Linked DNA regions of Urocitellus parryii: region 1 is linked to region 2. Evidence: chromatin contacts called from public Hi-C data. All regions are on one chromosome and are shown on one strand. Each heading gives the region's core, a stretch centred on a gene start, on an enhancer-like site or on the middle of the called end of the contact. The rest is flanking DNA. Distances are from core to core; before and after follow the strand shown.

Region 1 (5,039 bases), core at 428-2,927, 610 kb before region 2:
TTGCTCTTGGGGCTGGGGTTGTGGCTTAGAGATAGAATGCTTGCCTAGCATGCATGAAGCACTGGGTTTGATCCTCAGCGCCACATAAAAACAAAATAAAGGTATTAAAAAAATACTTTGCTCTTAGAGAATTTCATTATGAAACCCCGATAATATATTGGCGACTAAGTACTGATACTTACAAACATTTGTTGAATTGTCACGTTCTCAGTTTGTTGCTTTAACTGAGTTTTCATAAAGGAAATGTATAAAATTTAAAGTCTAGCGTAGAGGAGCAGGTACCCCCAAATCTGTCTTCAGAAATCCAGGACCCTTTTTGTAGATTAACTATTAAAATATTGACAAAGACTCAGATGAACGATACTAATCAGCTATCTGCCCACTAGACTACAAATAATAGTAGTGGTTTGTTGCCCAGAGTATTAACATCTTCTGCCGTTTCTTCAACATCTACTAAATGCTAGTACTGTATGAAGAGCTTGCGCATAAAGTGTGGCTCCTTCCTTCCTCCCTCCCTTCTTTCTTTCAAGGTAACTGAATTCATGGTTAACTCTCCCAGCCTGCACGTCCCAAACGGCTCCCCAGCTGTTGATTCTATACGTGCCGGTTCCTGCCCACAGGACGGCGGGAACAAAGATACAGTGTGGATGGGGCGACGCAGGCAAAGGAGCAGGGAGGTCAGCCGGGCTGACGGGCAGGGCGCGGCAGTGGGGTTTATCCGAGGACAGTGTAGGAGCGAGGAACGTGCGGTTCGTGTAGTTTGGGGCCAAGAAGCCCCTTCTGCAAAACTCGCCCTGGAGATGTCCATTAGCGACGCCCAGGTGCGCAGAGGGACTGCCCGCGGTGGCGCCCACGGAGGCGAGTTCTCCCACCCGGCGCAGTCAGCCTGCGGGCCGGCGGGGGCGTGGCCGCCGGCGCGGATAACGGGCTGCTGGAGCCGGCGTTTGAATAGGCCTGCAGCTCTAGGGCAGACGCGGCCCCACGCCCCCTCCGCCCGGCCGCAAACCGCACCGGCGGGCGGGGCACGTGGGCTTTTTTAATTTTTTTTTTTGATCAAACTTTGGCCACGTGAACCGCCCCCCATTCACTTTTGCGCCAATCGCTCGGCGCGGACGGATCCCGAGAGGGGCCACGGTTCGCAGCCGCCGGAGCCGCTTCATAACGCGCTGTGCGTGACGTGAGGGGCTTCTGTTGCAATGGCGAGTTAAGCCGGAGGATGTGCAGCTGCGACGGCGGCGTCGGCCACGAAGAGGACGGGGGCGGGCGCAGCACAATCCGAGCAGAGCCAGCCGGGGGACGCGAGCTGGGCGGGACAGGGGCTCTGGCCCGGCTGCCACTGCTATCGCCGTCGCGCTGGCCCCGCGCCTCCGCGCGCGAGCGGGAGGAGCCGCCGCCGCCTAGCTCCCGAGCCGCCGCCGGCGCGCTCCGGGCATGGTCCCCTCTTAAAGGCGCAGGCCGCGGCGGTGGGGGCGGGCGTGCGGAACAAAGCGCCGGCGCGGGGCCTGCGGGCGGCTCGGGGGCCGCGATGGGCGCGGCGGGCCCGCGGCGGCCGCGGCGCTGCCCGGGCCGGGCCTCGCGGCGCTAGGACGGGCTGGCCTCCGCAGGCGGGGGCGGCGGGCTGAGGGCGCGGGGAGCCTCGGCGGCGGCAGCGGCCCTGCGGGCGGAGTGGCGCGGGAATGGCCGCGCGCGGCCGGCGCGCCTGGCTCAGCGTGCTGCTCGGGCTCGTGCTGGGCTTCGTGCTGGCCTCGCGGCTTGTCCTGCCCCGTGCTTCGGAGCTGAAGCGAGCGGGTCCGCGGCGCCGCACCAGCCTCGAGGGCTGCCGGCCCGGGCAGGCGGCGGCGGCGGCGGCAGCGTCCCAGGCCGGTGGAGTGCGCGGCAATGCTCGGGGGGCGCAGCTGTGGCTGCACGGCTCGGCCCCGGATGGTGGCCCGCGCGACAGGAACTTTCTCTTCGTGGGAGTTATGACTGCCCAGAAATACCTGCAGACCCGCGCTGTGGCTGCCTACAGGTGAGCCCTTTCTTTCTGGGTACAGCCTCCCGCATTCTGCATCCAGGTGCGCCACATTACCTGTTCAGTGGCTCCTGCCCTTGTCTAGACTCGAGGCTCCCAGACTTTTTGGAGGATCCAGGTGTTCTTCTCAGGAGATGACCGACATTGGCAGCTGATGTCATGAGCGGCGGGATAGCGAGCACAAGGCTCAGGAGCCCTGCTCTGGGGTCGGATGGACTAGGATGACTCTGTGGGTGTGCCTCGTCCTAACCTTTTGCAAGGCACTTCAGCTTTCCGTGTCCAAGCTTCCTCCTTTGTTAAATGGGCCTGACTAAATGCGTCTGTCTCTTGAGGTTGTAGGTTGTAGGAAAATTCATAGCCCAGTACCTGTGGTAGTGGTGGCAAGTGAGGTTATAATTTGATTCTCTAAAATGAGCACATTTGCTCTTGCACAGCTAGAGCTCATATAAGTTAATCTGGCTAGAGATTTTCCATAGCATACTTCTAGATTTCACAGTTGAAGGCACTCCGGTGAACGAAAGGGGGTGCCCACTGTGCACTTGACCACACCGGTCTGAAAAGCAGAGAGAAAAAGAACTTTGGAGAAAAAAAATAATTTCCCATGATAGATTCCGTGGAAGGCAGCATTCCCGCGTTCTTTAGCTCATCAGTTATGGTACATGAATGTTATCCAGTAACTGAAGCCTAGTTGGCTAAATGAGTCATAAAAGTGGCTGTAGTCATGTTAAGGATTAACAAAGGGATTAGCCAAAGCAGTCTTTAGAAAGGAGATGATGATTTTGGAATGGCCGGCATGGTTAGAATCAGATTTGTAGTGGAGTGAATTTAAAGTAGGAGAGGGATGTACACTCAGTAAAGGGATTTGGTGGAAACTTTATGTGTGAAATATAGAAAACACTGGAGTTCATCAGGCCACAAAAACAAGCCAGTGTCAGGAATGATTTTAGAGCTCGAATGTTTTGGGAATGAACTTTTAGATCAGTCAGTACTGAACAAGGCTATAATAGTTGCCGGGGGTTTTGTTATGTTTTTTTTTTTTCTTTTTCTTTTTTTTTTTTCTGTTTTAAATGCCTTTGTAACTTCAGCTTTTAAATCCAGTACTGCTCTTTTATGTTTTCAAGCATTAGATATTGTAATGGGACTAGCATATACAGATCTTTCCTTCCTTTTAAAGGAGGAAGTATTGAGAAACAAGGTCAAAGAGCTTGACTGCCCTTTGAATGACTTAATCCCCATTCCTACATGTTTCCATTATCTTGTTGAAGTCCAGACTCCACATTCTGCCAGGAATAGTTCTGAGCAGATGAAAAGCTTCAAATTTAGGTATTGTACCACAAAAATGGAATCCCAATTAGAATGTTATACTCCATATATGTGTAATACATCAAAATATAGTCTATTGTCATGTATATCTAAATAGAACAAGTAAAAAGAATTTAGGTGTTATAACTATAGACTAATACATCAGTTTGGGAGCTATCAGATCAGGTTCTCTTCTAGGTGTACCATGATTTACTTGGGGTTTTATACTCTTTGTCCAGAGAAACATCCACATCAGAAATTGGTGAGTCCACATGACTACAGTTTGATGGCTGACCATGTGAAATCACAGTTCTAGGGACAATTACCATAGTAGTTTGTCCGATGCCCCCAATAAATACCAGCATACTCAAAATGTAATGCAATCCAGAATTACTAGTTTACCCTCCATGATAGTTTCCCAAAGTCCATGCTTGACATTCTGACTTTTGGTTTCTTGTCCACATCTCCTACCTCCTTTTTGTTTAAAACACACACACACACACACACACACATTAAGATTTTGTTTATTTTCTTATAGGCAGTTGGGGAAAGTAAAAACACAGTTTGCCCTCTGGCCAGGGTTCTTCCTTCTTTGAGATATCTGCTTTTCTGAGAAATGAAGACCCCTACCAGAGGTTTGCAGTCATTCCTTCAACTTTCTTGCATAGCTTTTATTTCTCTAATTTGAAAAACTCGGCATACTTGGAGTCTAAGGGTGGGCCTACCTTACCAGTTAGAGTGTCTGCCCCTCCTGTCTACCCTGTGTTTAGATTGGCTTCAGGAGATGGCACAAGACAATTTTAGCCTTAAGGAACTTTCAGGGAAGGCCTGAATTGGGATGGAGTTTATAGGGTGTAACTTATGATTACAGTTTTGCTGTGCTTTGTAGGCCAAAAGTCCACACTGAACTCTTAAATTGGAAATTCCATGTACAGATTTGTATGTTAAGTAGACTTGAATCTCGAGTCTTCTAATGCAAGGTGAAATCATAGTTGCAACTGGGTGTGCTCAGTTTTATATTTCTTCTGGAAAGCAAATTTATTCTTAATCTCAGGAAAAAAATTTCACTTTTCTTTTTAAACCTGTTGTTTACCTTATGGATGAAGGAGATGCTAACACTTTTAGTAAGAGGGTAGTGTGTTGTAAGATACTGAAAGTGTCAAAATTTAGGTTTAGAAACTAGTAGTTTCTCTTCTTTCCAAGAACTGTTTGAAATCTATGGAAGATCTAAAAATCTCTTGAGATATTCAAGAAGATATGCCTGTCTGCACTAAAGTTACTGCATCTTAATGATAAAACAACCTCGTCCTTACATACTTTACTTTCTAGACCTGCCAAATGCTTGTAGTAAGGGTAGGTACCACCAAGAGATGGCAGGGCAGTGATAGCTAGCAGCAGACAAAATATTGAATTTAAACAGGAGGCAAAATAAAACTCGAAGTGTAGTAGATCAGAGACCAGCCAGATCTGACTTCTATAGACTATGACTAGAGACATAGCATTTGGATTCATAGGAGTATTCTTGGTTCATCAAAATGTTCAGTTGCACTTTGGATTCGTCCCTTTGTAAAGCAAATACATACATGGCCCCTGTGGATCTAGACTCGCTGAGGTTGGGGACATAACAGTACAGATGCTTGTTCCAGGGGGAGGGACAGACACTAAAAAGAAGGTTTCAGCTAGTGGTGGGCACTGTGGAGAAAATAGAACAGGTAAGGGCAGGGCT
Region 2 (4,766 bases), core at 767-3,266:
AATTAGTAGAATCATATGGAAAGCAGAAACTCCAGTGGAACAAAGTAAAAAAAAATCATCTGTTATTTTAAGTACTTTTTCACACCAAAAAATCCTTACACAATCTGAGATATTAAAAAAAAAAAAAATCCTGAGGTTAACAAGTCACTTTATACCCTTGCTAGTAGATGCTAGAAAAGTCATTCACTTGGCTGATTTCTGAATTAGCCTTTATAAAATTTCTGTGCTCATATGCTCTCGTTAGGAATTATATTCATGTCCTAAACTTACCTTTAATGCATTTTCAGAGGCAGCATCAAAATAGGCAGCAGAAATGTGACCACATGAATTAGATGCTTAAATTTTTATCTAGCAAATTCTCTGTAAGAGTTTTGAAATGAGAAAACTGATTTATGAAGAGGGCCAAAATTAAGCCCCAGATATCTAAACACACCAAAATATCCTTTATTTTTGTATTCCTGACTGTAAAATGATTGTTAACAAAACATTGTGTAAATTTTTGTTTGTCTAAAACATCTGTGATGTAACAAATATCTCTTTGTAAAAATTTTGGTGTCTATCCATATTTGTCATACACAAATGTGGGAAAACCTAGAGTTAATCACATGTAAATGCTTCAGGAGCTAATACTGTTTTCATTCTATTCACATTTTAAAAGTAAATATATCCACTTTTTACTATTGAAAAAAAATCAGAGTATTTTTGAAACTTAACAAATTTCAAGCCAATAGTTTACCCTCCCCTACCAGACTGTCAGGTGAGGTAATGAAAAGATTTTCTGACAGAGGTACAGAAAAGGTGACAGAAGTAGCAAAGGGGGTGGGGGTAAGTAAATTGTGGTTTAATTAAAAAGCAGAGTCTTTCAGAATTAACAAGCAATTAACATGAAATTGAAGAATTCCTATGAGAGTAAGGAAGGTGGGAGAGCTACAAAAAGGTCTCAAAGCCTCAGAGCAAATGGCACAGTGTATCAAAGGATAAAATGCAAAACATGGAAACTCACTGAATGGAGAGGAAAAGGAAAATACGTTTCTAGAGTAGAGAAGTTATTAAAACGTTAAGGATCAGGCCCTGCAGTGTTTTTGTTTTTGCTAGGAAACTGGGGTCTAGGAAAGGATGCATCCCCAAGCAACCGCCCTGAAAATAATGCACTGCCTAATGAGGTAGGGGCCAGGAATAAACAATGGGGGAGGGGAGGTCTGGCTCATTACCTTTATGGAAGATGCTGGTCAGAGGTACTCTGCCTGCTGCTTCTCTAGAGAGTGGACAGACCCCCTTCCTGCTCTCGAGTGTCCTCCGGTCAGTTCACACCTGGAAAACGGAAACCAGTGAGTGGTGCAGTGCCCCAGGGGCGAAGAGAAAAGGGTTCTAAGAAAGAGGGAGCAAAGGAAAAAGCTAGAAAGTGGCAAAGGGCAGGCAGGCAGAAACAGTGATTTTTCCTTCTTCCCAGACCTCTAGGTAGCCCCCTTCCCTTCGGAGGAGGTAACTGACTTTACCTGTTTCCTCAGCTGCTGCTTCTCTTCCTTCTTTCAGCCTCCTCCACACTCACCAACTTCTCCATTGAAGAAACACCCCAGGCAGGGCCGGACACGGGTGTTCCCGATCCTCCTAGGTGCCTCACGGCCCTGGCCCGGAGAGCATCCAGATAGCCGAGTAGGGTAGGGGTGGCTGTCCTGGCCTCCGGGCAGCTTCGGGACAGGGGTGCAGGGAGGAAGTCCCGGCTCGAGGATTGGGGGGGACAGCCCCGGTCCAGGGGCTCGGAGCAGGGGGGCTGTCGCGCTCCGGGCCAGAGGCTTCCAGCTACGGAGGGACTCAGGAGGTCTCGGGACAGCGAGGTCCTAGGTCGTACAGAGTCCGAAGTGCCAGCAGCCGGGTCTCCGGACAGGGGGCTTTCGGGATGCACTTTGCACTGGGCCACCCCCGCCCCCTCCCTCCAGCACTTTGGGGTCACTGGGATGGGACCAATCCTTCAGCAGCCAATCAGCGGCCGCACTAGAGCCTGAGCCCTGAGCCGTAAACCAGGTCCGGGGTGGGAGGGGGTGGGGGGTGGGGGCGACTTGGTTGGTTGGTTGCTTCCTTCTCCCCTCCTTTCCCCAGCAGCCCCCACCCCCTATCTGCCGTAAAGCTGCTTGCGGATTCGCGACAGTTAGGAGAGGCGTGTCGATCGGAGCTAACACTCGTCTCTGATTGGTCTCACTCACTTCCCCTCGGCTTCCCCGCGGAGGCTTCCAAGGCTCCGCCCCTGGCAGAGGGACTCGAAGTGGTTGCTAAGAGACACTGTACACCGAATGGTGGCTGTGCGCATGCGGGAGGAGTGGATTAGCGTATACATTCCGTGAACTACGGTGGCCCTGAAAGAACAGGCGTGAACTTGAATGGCGTTGAGAAGGCCGAGAGGCCTGAGGCAGCTCCCGGACAGGTAACCCCAAGCGGTCGTTGAACTGAGCGACTGGAGAGACGTGTGTACAGCAGAGTGAGGGTCTGGTACCGGAGCTGGGGAGGCAGCAGTCTCCACAAAGTGAGGAGGGAAAGGCCCTGACCCTCCGCCTCTCCTCAGCGCTTCCAGTGCTCAATCTTTGGTGCATCTGTCGGTCTCAGAGACCCGGTGAGCTACCAAGCTGGAGATGCCTCCCGGAGGCTGCAAGATAGCATTGTCTTTGGAACCGCGATGCTGGCTCAAGGGCTTTCCTGAAAGGATAACGATCCTCTCTCTGGTCCACGGTTTCCTGTGAGTGAAGGTAACGGGAGAGTGGGAAACATGTAACATGGGCATATGAAGACGTGTTCATTAAATGCGTTAATTCATTTCGCTAGTACTTACTGGCCAAGCACTGTTCCAGTCTTTGGGGAGACAACAGAAAACAAGAGAAAGGCAATCACTTGTGTTTTCATTTCATCAAGGGAGATTAATACAAGATGATCAGGGACAGTCTATACTAAAAGCAAAATAAGAGGATCGAATTTGCGAGGACGTGATGGGTTGTTTTAGGTAGTCAAGAAGGGTCTTAGAGTGACATTTGAGCAGCAGTCTGAATGACAAAGAGCTAGCCATGTCGGTTGTAGGGGAAGAAATTTGCAGGTAGAGTGAATCAGAAGTACAAAGCTTTTGATGCTGGAATAAGCTTTTCTGTTTACAGGAACTGAAGAAAAAAATCCTTGTAGCTGAAGCAGAGAGTAAAGGGTAGGGGGAGAGCATTGATAAGATTAGAAGGTGTGGGACAGGCTGTGGATCTTGCAGCACCTTGTTTGCTTTGACAGTCTCTTATTTATGTTTGAAAAGACTACTGGCTCCTCAATAGAGAAGACTGGTGGGCCGCTGGATTACAGCAAATATGGTCAGCTGTTATAGTTGTCCAGGCAAGAAATGATGTCTCAGACTAAGGTCACCCAGTACATCAGACATTTGACTCCCACCAGTATCCTCAAAAGTAAAATACCTACTTGATTGTATATGAAGGAAGTATTATAATGTATCGACTACTTTTATGTAATTAGATATATTAGGATATTTTGTGGCAGGTGGGAATCATAACCACTTAAGTTTGTTCTCTCCTGTTTTCTTCTACACTGTCATTCATTTATTCAAGAATACTTGCTTAGTGCCTTCCATGTGAGTCATCTACGTGTTTATGTGGACAAACAGGGCTCAGTTCTGCCCAGAGAAGCTCATAATCAAGTGTGGAGGGAACCAAAGAACCAAAGTTGAGGAGAATGCAGTGAAACAGATACTGTGGTATTAACCTACGGATTATATGGCAGGACTGCCTGATCCTGACTTGCATATGTAAAAGGCTCTCTGAGGGTAATGGTTTCCAAGTTGAAGGTGGAGGGTGGAGGTTGAGTATGATTTAGTCAGAAAAAAATGGGTTACACACAGCCTGGGAGTCTCTTAAGTGCACAATTTCTAGGGACCTTAGAAAAAGCATAGAGCTTAGTTTGTGGTCTCAGAAGTGAGGAGACCCCAATAATTAGATCTCAGAGGACCTGGTAATGCCATGTTTAAAGGGCTTTGACTTTATCCCAAAGAAAGTAAACATTTTTTCAGAAGGCAGTGGATGTAAGGTGGGCCAGATACAACCACTTAGGAAAGAATCTGTTGCAATTGTCTAGGATAAAAGTGGTAAATGCAGCAATGACAGTGAGGCTGGAGGGAAGACGGATGGGGAAGGGTTGGAAGATGCCCAGGTTTCTAGCTTGGGTAACAAGGAAATATAGAAGTCATATTGAACTGAGGAGTGTAGGAGAAAAGCAAGTTTGAGGGAAGAGACAAAGAGTTGAATTTGCCAGGTGGAGGGTTCCAGAAGGTACTTGAGTACAGTCTTGTGACTTGGAGTGGTTCAACTTACCATAAGTATCTGTAGAAATTGTACTTCAAATTGTACTTTGGTCTTTTCCTAGACTGGCAATAATGCAGTCCAGTACTCTCTCAGTGGTGCGCAGTGGCAGTGAGCCACATCCCAGTCAGCCACAGGATCACCAGTGGAAACTACCAGTACTCTACAGCATACTGTATTTTTTTTGGATATTGCATTTTGTGGTTTTGTATCCCATCAAATCTACAAAATGCCAGTCTATGTCTATGCCTCCTATATCATCTGTATCCATGTAATCATTCTGGTTTTGTTTTTCACTTTCCATAAGGTATTCAATAAGTTATATGAGATATTCAATGCTTTATTATAAAATAGGCTTTATGTTAGGTCATTTTGCCCAACTATAGGCAAATGTAAGGGTCTGAGCATATTTAAGGAGGTTAGGCTAAAGTA

The links. Hi-C and Micro-C count contacts between places; a contact is called where the count stands out from the background.
Region 1: a Hi-C map of muscle shows a contact between it and region 2, with 8 times the contacts expected there. The contact joins the promoter of Chsy1 here to the promoter of Asb7 in region 2. A contact is called at or near these places in 2 of 2 Hi-C or Micro-C datasets (liver and muscle).

What each region holds. Positions count from the first base shown.
Region 1 is chr6:147,373,019-147,378,057 of mUroPar1.hap1, reverse strand. It overlaps Chsy1 (chondroitin sulfate synthase 1), which reads left to right and starts at 1,677. Exons shown (of 3, transcript XM_026394712.2): 1 at 1,677-2,008. The coding sequence starts at 1,677.
Region 2 is chr6:146,767,576-146,772,341 of mUroPar1.hap1, reverse strand. It overlaps Asb7 (ankyrin repeat and SOCS box containing 7), which reads right to left and starts at 2,016. Exons shown (of 6, transcript XM_026394726.2): 1 at 1,497-2,016; 2 at 1,212-1,311. It overlaps Lins1 (lines homolog 1), which reads left to right and starts at 2,358. Exons shown (of 7, transcript XM_026394739.1): 1 at 2,358-2,728.